Linked DNA regions of Cyprinus carpio: region 2 is linked to region 1. Evidence: chromatin contacts called from public Hi-C data. All regions are on one chromosome and are shown on one strand. Each heading gives the region's core, a stretch centred on a gene start, on an enhancer-like site or on the middle of the called end of the contact. The rest is flanking DNA. Distances are from core to core; before and after follow the strand shown. Region 1 has its middle 43 kb from the start of LOC109091619. Region 2 holds the start of LOC109091619 (midnolin).

Region 1 (4,651 bases), core at 1,357-3,856:
TTTGTGAATACGTGCATTTGATGCTGTACGTCACTCTCTGTCCATATGTCCCAAACCTATTTATACACCCCAAAACGCATACATGCACACGCAATTCATGCTGATCATCAGGATTTGCAGTGAAGCCGTCTACAAATCGCAGAGCAAAGCTCCCGCCTCTTTGGGTCGATCCAGGTCGAATTCAATTTGAAAGATATTATGTATTGATCTGTGCACACTGACCTGAGAAGGGAGAGGGAGAGATGATCCTTTGACCCGCTTTGGCTATTCTCTTAATCATCACTCCTGTCCCCTCAGTGCGAACTGCTAATCGCTATCTTTAGAATTGTTTTCCCAAAGTGCCCTCTATATTTTCTAAAATGAGCATATACTGAAGTATGGCAAATAAATATGGTGTTTAAGGCAGTATTCCTGCCTATGTAGGCAGTATTTTAAGACACTGTATGCTATTCCAGTAGGCAGTTAGCATAATTATGTTAACTTTTTATATAAATCTTTTGGCCAAGTTCAAGGTGGCATTGTAAACTTTGAAGTGAACGCAATCTGAGAATGCATTATGATGAACTGTAAATGTGATACAGTTTAATCTGTTATAAAATATACTATTATTTGTGTGCTGTGTATTTTTATGCATTTTAGAACATTGTTAGCTTGGCAGCATTGCTAATACCAAACTCTACTGAAATCAGTTGTGTGAGCATTCCAAATTGGTCATTTCATTAGGCTGCTTAAAAGCCAGCTGCATAGTGCTAACTAGGTTTTGGAATGGAGCCTAAAACTGTACAATCCTTTTGTTGTGTGCATTTATTGAATAGCTAATGACCATACCGCCGTAGCCATTTAGCTGCCTGTGTTTAGCTAAATAACCAGAGCAGGTTTTCACACCCTTACCTTATTACATACTGATTGATTGATGTTTTTTTTTTTTTATGATGGACTCCGAAATGGCCCGACCTCCCACACTCGCATCAGCACAGCAGAGAATTGCATTTAGCCAAGCAGCAGGTCCTAAATCAGTCCAATCAATACCCTTCTGCTGGGCTCTCCATCACGTGCCCGAGTAAATAATTCAAATGAGATAGTTAGATGCTTTGAAATGTAAAGAGGAGAAAGAAAATCTCACAGTGTGCTTTGCCTGCTCTTTACACCAGCATCGTTTATCCTTGCCTCCAGGAAAGGAGAATGTTTCTATAAATCCTGAAATTAAATCAATGATGGCTTGACAGGGTAAATTGAGATTTGGGTCTGGTTTGTTACACCAAGCCATTACATTAACATTAAATATTCAAAAGAGCTGAATCAATTCACAAAGGATTTAGATCTGGATCTTTTAAGCGTTGTAACAGCACCAGCTGACTCTTTTGACATATCTGAAAAGACCCCTAAATCATAATAGGCTGCCATAATAAGCTGCATAGATTAAGTTGCAGAGGGGTATAAATAGAGCTTTAAAAAGATTTGTGATTTAATTTAGTGCTGTATTTCTTTATGTATGAGCACTTTTTTAAAGCTGAAGTGAGTAATTTCTGTGCCACTTAAGCCATTTTTTAAAAGTTTTCCTGAACATTCCTCTTGTCTTCCATTGGAGGGTCAAACAAATAGTCCCGCCCCAATCTCACACCATTGGTTGAGCCACTGTTGCTGTGTCGGGCTGGTTGTGATGCTAAAAAAGAGAGCAAAACATTGCATTTAACATAAAAATACACTATTTACAATTGTCACAATAAATGTAATTTAAATTAAAATTTTATTGTCTTTCAGTGCGTCCAAAAAAAAAAAATTTAATTACAAACAACGTAGGACAGATACTTACCCCTTATTTACGCTGTACACATCTGTGTTGTGTTACTGCTCCAACACGACCACCAAATTTTCATTAAAAGTTCTGAACTCTAAAAAACTGTTATTCACAATAAGGTCAATATGATTAGTTTAGAAAATAGGGTTTATTTCTAATTCATGCAGACTTAAGCATCTTCAGTAATCTCTTATTAGCAACTACGTCCCAATTTACGTAATCAGAAGCTGTATGTTTTTGTGTCAGACTGACTATAAAAACAAACACCAGAATTTCCTGTGCTTCGTGACTCTCGTTAGCTCATGTGTGCACCAATTTTAACTAGCAGAATCTCCCACCAGGCAGGCAGGCAAACCCAAAAGTTATTTAAACAGGAAAGGCAAGCGTCTGGAAGAGAACAAGAGGCCGGAATCCCCTAACGGCAGCCATTGTGAAATTTCCATTCTTATCTCAATGACAACGGCTGCGCTGCCGAGGTGGGAATCCCTCTATTTACACTCTACTTCCTCTCTCAGCAGGGAACTGTGGGTACTCATTACCCTCACAGGAAACCCTGTACATTAGTGCACTCCCTCTGACTTCTTCCTCACAAACTGTATTTCTCTTCTCGCCTTGCTAGTGACCGGTAACTAAGTTCGTGTCATTCAGAGAGATAGGCATCAAGTTTACGATCAGTCGCAGCGTATTTTCCTTTTACTAACTTTTGAACTGAGTAGTGAGTCAGTAGTTAGGCAGCTAACATGGCTAACAGGCTAACACAAAGCAGATTCTACTGCAAAGGGGGAGGGGAGCAGACAAAGCTGAAACCAGGTTGTCTTGTTCCTGGTGTTAGGAGCTCCCCGGTCTGACCCAAGCTCTTATTGTTTCATGGAGGCAACATATCCATGCAGGAAGATGGATGGACTGTTGAACAAATTAGCCTCCTTAGGTCTATACCAGGTTAAAATTCAAATTAGTTTTCAGATTATTCAAAACGGATGAGGGTTTGTATTCGTATAAGAGAGAGAGAGACAGAGAACAATGTAAGAGGAAGTTGGGGGATTTTTTTTTGCATGTACACTGTCACTAATTTGACAAAACACTTACTACACGGCAAAAATGATTTTCTTACTATTGTCATTTTCCAGTGCAAATATCTTAATATTCTTAAAACAAGATACATTGAGAAGCAAACTGTAAAAATGTAGATATTTTCACTCAAAAAAAAAAAAAAAAATACTAAGAAAATGGTTTTGCGATATTTCACTCTCACAGAAATTCTGATCTTCCAAAGTGTCTGTTTTGTTCAAAAGAAACTCTGTTTGAAAATGTCTTATTTGTAAACTACAAGCCCACTGCCGCTGTTGACATCTTATGCCCCCTATTGAAATGCACAGGCAGTGACATCAGAGCCTCTTGCTCATATCCTCTCAATTTCGTATCACTCGCTTGAACTCACCTTTCCACCCCAGCCCCCCTCCTCAAGTCAGACGCTGGCTATTGATTCACCAGATTGATCCTGGATTCTGTCCATCTGCTCTCAGCCTGCGTCTACAAGTCCACCGGCTTCCTGGAGAGCAGGGTCGCTGTGCCTGAGACAGCTGGTCCTGATAACCAATCTGTCTTTTGCAGGCTTTTTGTAAAACAAGATACCAGGCAACCAGATACCTTGAATTAATATGTGAACCGTTTGCAGCTTTGGTAACCTTCCTTCTTGGAGTAAGGGGTGTTGGGGGAATGCGCAAAGAAACAGTTGGCTCTTTCAGGCCTTGTACAAAGCATTCTTTCAAGGGCAACAAAAGCCAACGAAGGTCTCCAATACAGGTCTTCTTTCAATGGAGCTAGTGGCGGTAGCATCTATTAACAGATACTGGTTGTGTATATTGAATAGGTTGGTTCACAGTGCTGTGCTTCACTCTCAATCCAGAAGTGCATATATTTATTTGTTGGCAACCCGCCAAAATAAATTATCTGGTGAAAATTCTTGGTGGAAATTTTTTCATGTCACAAAAAAACAATCAGTGACAAATCCATAAATTGTCCCAAGCATTTTTCAGAATGGCCCCGGGTCATAGGACAGCCCTTATTGTCGATCCCTGACTAGTAAGGTGCTAGTATGCATTGGGGCCAAAGATATCCATTCAAATATGCATCACTGTGCTTCCGGTTCTCTGTGACAGGTCAAAGAATTTCCAGGATTTTTACATGCAAAACTACAATATATTAGAAGAAAAAAAATTCTAGATATACTGTTAGACCTCATTAATTGACAAGTTGGTTGGTGGACCAACAATCGACTAGTTGTCCATTGTGATCCATCCCTAATATTGATTCCATCATCCCCTTCTCCAGTTTTGTCACCAAGTGCATTTTCTGTTCAAGGGTCAATATGATTAATTTCTCAGCGATATCCCAAAGCTCTTACATGTTTGACCAAATATTTGCTTACATAAAAGAATCCCACCCTACCCCTGAGGACACCTGCAGCAGCAGATCAGGGAGGTTACAGTGTAATGCAGCGTCACAGCATTCAGGAAGTGTTGTCAGGCCTGATCTATAGCCCAGCCGATGCTGTGTGCAGAAGGTTTAGTTGGGCCAGGCAGTCAGACAACAAGACCAAGCATTTTAGCAATGCACTGGCTCTCAGCAAAGAACACACAGATTACTGTTTGTTCTTGTCTGGGCTCCAAAACAGGTGTGCTGTCAGGGTGTGGAGAACATTGGAAAAATGAAGAACAGGCAGAGCCCCAATGGTAACTATGATAGCCAATGGGGTTGAGGGTCAAGAGAGGTGCTTTTTTGGGTCAAACAACCTGAGATCGAAACAACCGTTGAGATCAATGAGTGTCCCTGACATTATAAAAGCCGAAATAT
Region 2 (4,651 bases), core at 891-3,390, 43 kb before region 1:
GCAGTTCTGCAGACTGTATAATTCGTAAAAATATGCTTTGCATTTTCGGTTTTCAAGCGTAAATGGATCGCATGCTATAGGAACATTACTTTGGAATTTACATACAGGTCATGGGGCATGGATTGTTTTTTTTTTTTCATTTTATCTAATATTATTATTATTGTTATTATTAATTCCGCCTAATTAGCACATTCAATTGAGCAAAAAAGTAAATTCCTAGTCCTAGTAGATTCAGGTTTGTGTATGAGTCCTTTCCCAATATAGTGACTTGTGCTGGTTTCCTAATCACATGTCCTTGTGCTGAAGTGCTAGGAAAATATGGCATCAAGCTAGTTTCCATCCAGCACTACCCAAGTAGACTTGGCTAGATTTACATGCGTATGCTGTTTTGGACAAGTCCCGGACTCTGGCACAAGACCCCACACCCGCATGCAAATGTATGACGCCTTCCAGTGCTGGCAGACAGCAGATCAAACATAACCATGAGCCCAGCCATTGATCTTATTCTGTCAGCTGACCCGGTATGAGCAGCTGGTGATTGGGGGATTGAGGGGGGGCAGGGAAGGTTGGGTGGTTAGGCGAGGTCAGGAATGCACTGACTGTAGTTACTCAACGGAAAACAGTGACGCCCATTAGTCACTTAAGTTTATGGTGGACACGGTGACGACAAGTAATGACAGCAGCTTTGCAGTATGCAAATGAATAGCCTGGCCTTATATGCCAAAACAAATGCTTGACAGTGACCTTATTTATGTTTACCGCCGTGTTGCCCTTTCACCAAGTTATGCTATGACGATCTCTCTGAGGCAATGCTCCCAGGAACTCCCGACTCTTCATCATTCCAGAAAGTCAACGTGCATGCTAAAGCTAGCTTTTACTGACTCAAGCTAATAAAAGCTTTTAGCCTTAGGGTGACTTGGAGCAAAAAGGATCCCTTGTGCACTGGGGAACATGTAACTTATCACTGACTGGTCAATGCATCTTAGCTGTTTAGCCATGGTGTTATGTAGCATGCATATTATCACAGCAGTTGCAGAATACTCATAAGGTATTACATGGGCAGAAGTTACTGGGTTCAATTGAGGACAAACCCTCAAATAGATCCCCTCCTAGAATTCACAAGGCCTCAGATTATGGGAAGCCACTACATGTAATAAGTAGAAGGTTGCTGGTGTGGTTTTGCCAAATAAGAACACCTCTGTAACAACGTTCGTAGTTCGGGATGTAGGAGGTGGGAACAAATTCAGATTCAGAAGCAAACATTCAAATAAAACTTTAATAATAAAATAAACACAAAATAATGCGACAGCCCCTCGCGGATGACTGTCGCGCACAAACAGAACCAAAAAACAAGATAAAATCCAGGCCTGGTCCTCTCTCGTCCAACACTGTCATAACTTCTCCTTTTATCCTTCCGGAGCTCCTCTGTGGGACTCGAGACCAGTGAGTGGCGCAGGTGTCGCGTATTAGCATTTACTCCACCGGCCTCGCTCCGTTCCCACGGCTCTCGGCCCCGCCCCTCTCATCACAACCTCATGGACAGTGTGCAATATTAGTGTACAAAGCGTCTAATGCTGACATGACTAAACATGGACTGCATCAGTCTCTTCTCCTCATAGCATAAAGGGTTATTAATTGAAAAGTATTTAGAGGTTGAGAGTTTGTTCCGGGATCCAGTGAAAAGTCATGATTGCCAGTGTGCTGTTCTTTCCACTGGACATTATATACTCTTATTTTAGCAATTAAAAGGTTTTTCTCACTATGTTTAATGTAATTTCAACCCCAACGTTTCACGCTTCATTTTTAGTCATTACATAATTGTGATATAAAGCATCACAAAGAAATGTTTGATGTAATTAAGGGTCAAGGTTTTGTTATTTAGCATGGCCCCTCAGCCCCTCAGCCCCTGCTTGGGCATTATTGATGGCCTTTAAAATTTAGCCATGTGTGATGTTTTGATGTTGTATCAGTGCATTTATTTACTTCATTTATTTAACGCCTCATTTTTGTTTCTATCTGCTGCTTTTGACATCAAGGCTGGATAAACACCAGTAAACAGTTTGGGATTGTACATTGTGTCCATTCGTTATCCAATCAGCACCAAGTCCACGTCATTTTGCTGTGGCTCTAGAGTGATTAGTCACATGGCTGGCTGCAAAAACAAGTGCTCATGAACACAGCCAGCGGATTTCATATGCATACTTCTATGGGTGTTCCACGCCAGCCGAGCAAGTGCCATTGAGATGACTGGGAATGCAGACGGATAGGTTCTCCAGGTATTATAACTTCCTTGGATGTAACATATAAATGTACTGTTTTTGATGTTATTTTTATTTATGCTAAATATACTTTAATTCTGTTCAGATTCTGTCAGTTTTGATGCAGCCAGTTTTGCTTTGTCAAATTCTTGCTTCATAATACCTTTGCAGCTGTTTGGCTGTCAACTAATGAGGAACTGAAAGGCACAGAAAAGAATTAATTTGCATGAACAAATGACATATTTCCTTAGAAATCAAGCAATATAAGAATGTCGAAACTTGAACCTTTCCGATATGTTAGCAATATTGCACTTTTAAAAATACATCGTTTTAATGCTTGAGTCGTGAACCTAAATAATTATCAACCACTTTTAATACTGCACAGACTTCTAAAGTCACTAATTAAGCAACATATGGACCGTATTCAGAAGACAAGCCCAACTGACAGTGCAATCTTGTGCAGGAGCAGGATTACCTTGTTTCTAGGAAGCCAGCAATGTTTTAGACTTAATCCAGCTTTCCCCAAGAACACTTCATAGAGGTCATAAGCCGATTCCTTCGGCCACTATGTGGGAAGCTGTAAAAGTAAACAAGCTCATTGGCCCACATGTAAATGCTTTACCGGACGGACACAATTGAACTCTCTGTGGTGGACTCCAACAGCACAGGGAAATAAGGAAGTAAGCAATAGGAACATTAGCAAGAAAGGCCAGTCGTGGGGACTGCAGCTCAAAGAGCGACGGGAAATAATGGCTTTCTTGTGAAGTGTAGGCTTCTATTTTTAAAGTCTGATTGGACGCGAGATGACTGAGCTTCATACGTCACAGATGGAATCAGAGGGCCAGAATAACCTTCCATATCAATGATTAGATTACCGCAACCAGCCCAACAGCGGATACAGGTGAAATGTCAGTGTGCCACGCAGCCCCCGTGTATTGCTTTTCTCAAGAGCTGTGTTCTGATTAAATTAGCCTAACGTGGGAAGTTGCTAATCCGAGCCAAACCAGGATTAAGCCTGCAGGCTACCAAGAGTACATGGGAGAATGTGTGTTTGAGTGTGGGCCGCTAAGTGGGTGGTGGATAACGAGGGTTTTCGGAGAACAAATAAACCTTGCAGAACATGAGGCCAACAAAGATTCTCCTGTAATTCCATTTTGTCTTAATTCATCATGTGATGTCTTGTATAAAATCAAATGAAATGTGTATTAATAACAAGCAATACACGCTTAATTTGCATTGGAATTTGGCTGAAGTGTTGAGTGAATTCTGTAGCACTCGGTTTCCATAAAGAAGTGCTTACGAGAACTTTTTCATTTATAATGTGGTCAAGCGCTGCAGGTGGCTACTTATGCAAGACTATACAAATGAGATATGCCTACAAAGCTACTAAGGCCTGGAACAAAAGATGCAATATTGTGATTATATACATGGAACACCTCCATCAGTGGGCTCATGATTAATTTAGCATTAACCACTTGAAGTAATGAGAAAGCTGCTATTTGCATCACATATGCTAGATGATTTTAAGAGCTATGTTAAGTGTGTCATAATTTATACAACAGTTATTTTCAGTCAACAAATCACTGGCAGAGTGGCTCGGTATCTAGAATACTTGATTCTCATTGGTTAATTGCGGGTCAGATATTCGCAGTCGTCCATTGCAACGTTCGTACAAACTCAATATATACTCAGTATTAATACATTTTATTGTAAAATATATTAAAGTAGAAAACAGCCATTTTAAATTGCAATAATATTTCACATTACTATTATTTTACTGTAAATCAATTTACCAAAAATCATTAAAAAATATTACCAGCCCCAAGCTTTTGAATGGTAGTCAAAAATCACCCACACTCTCTTAAAAAAAAAAAACCAGACTTGCAAAGTTTGCCATCTTCTTGCTTAATAACCTTTTCACGTGAATTAGGTGGAGATGTAAATGATTCTTGTGTAATTTTTGTATTCCCACAATACTCATTTATTCCCGCTTCCTGTTGACAGACCTATGAGCCATCGCTCTACGCATTGACAGGTGTGGCCTAATGCTTCCCCCTCTGTTTTTAACAAAGGAATCAGGGTAAAAAAACAATCGGAATGGGTGGACGGATACAGACTTGAACATTTCTCAAACATGAAAATGGGAACGGGAATGACTTTGATGGTTTGGAATGCTGCTCACCCACATATGCACAGACGCCTACATATGTCCCACACATGTCTCACACATTTGAATACACATAAATATACCCATTGTACGTGACACTTCAAATCGTTCACATCCACCCTTTCCATTTAAAGACGAGCTTGCATGAATAAGGCTAATTGATTCATTGAATGCTGTTTAATTGGCAGGAGCAAAAAACCTCTTCAACCTAATTCCCTTTAGGGTG

What was found. A called contact is a pair of places that touch in the nucleus more often than the background predicts.
Region 2: a contact with region 1 is called in a Hi-C map of red blood cells, with 1.7 times the contacts expected there. The contact joins the promoter of LOC109091619 here to the enhancer-like site in region 1.

The regions. Positions count from the first base shown.
Region 1 is chrA22:10,225,931-10,230,581 of ASM1834038v1, reverse strand. No RefSeq gene overlaps it. Among protein-coding and RNA genes, the nearest start is that of LOC109091619, 43 kb to the left of the region's middle. Within about 2 kb of position 2,606, at least 7 of the 8 cell types and tissues checked have an H3K27ac peak or open chromatin away from gene starts, as enhancers often do.
Region 2 is chrA22:10,268,423-10,273,073 of ASM1834038v1, reverse strand. It overlaps LOC109091619 (midnolin), which reads left to right and starts at 2,140. Exons shown (of 9, transcript XM_042711848.1): 1 at 2,140-2,276.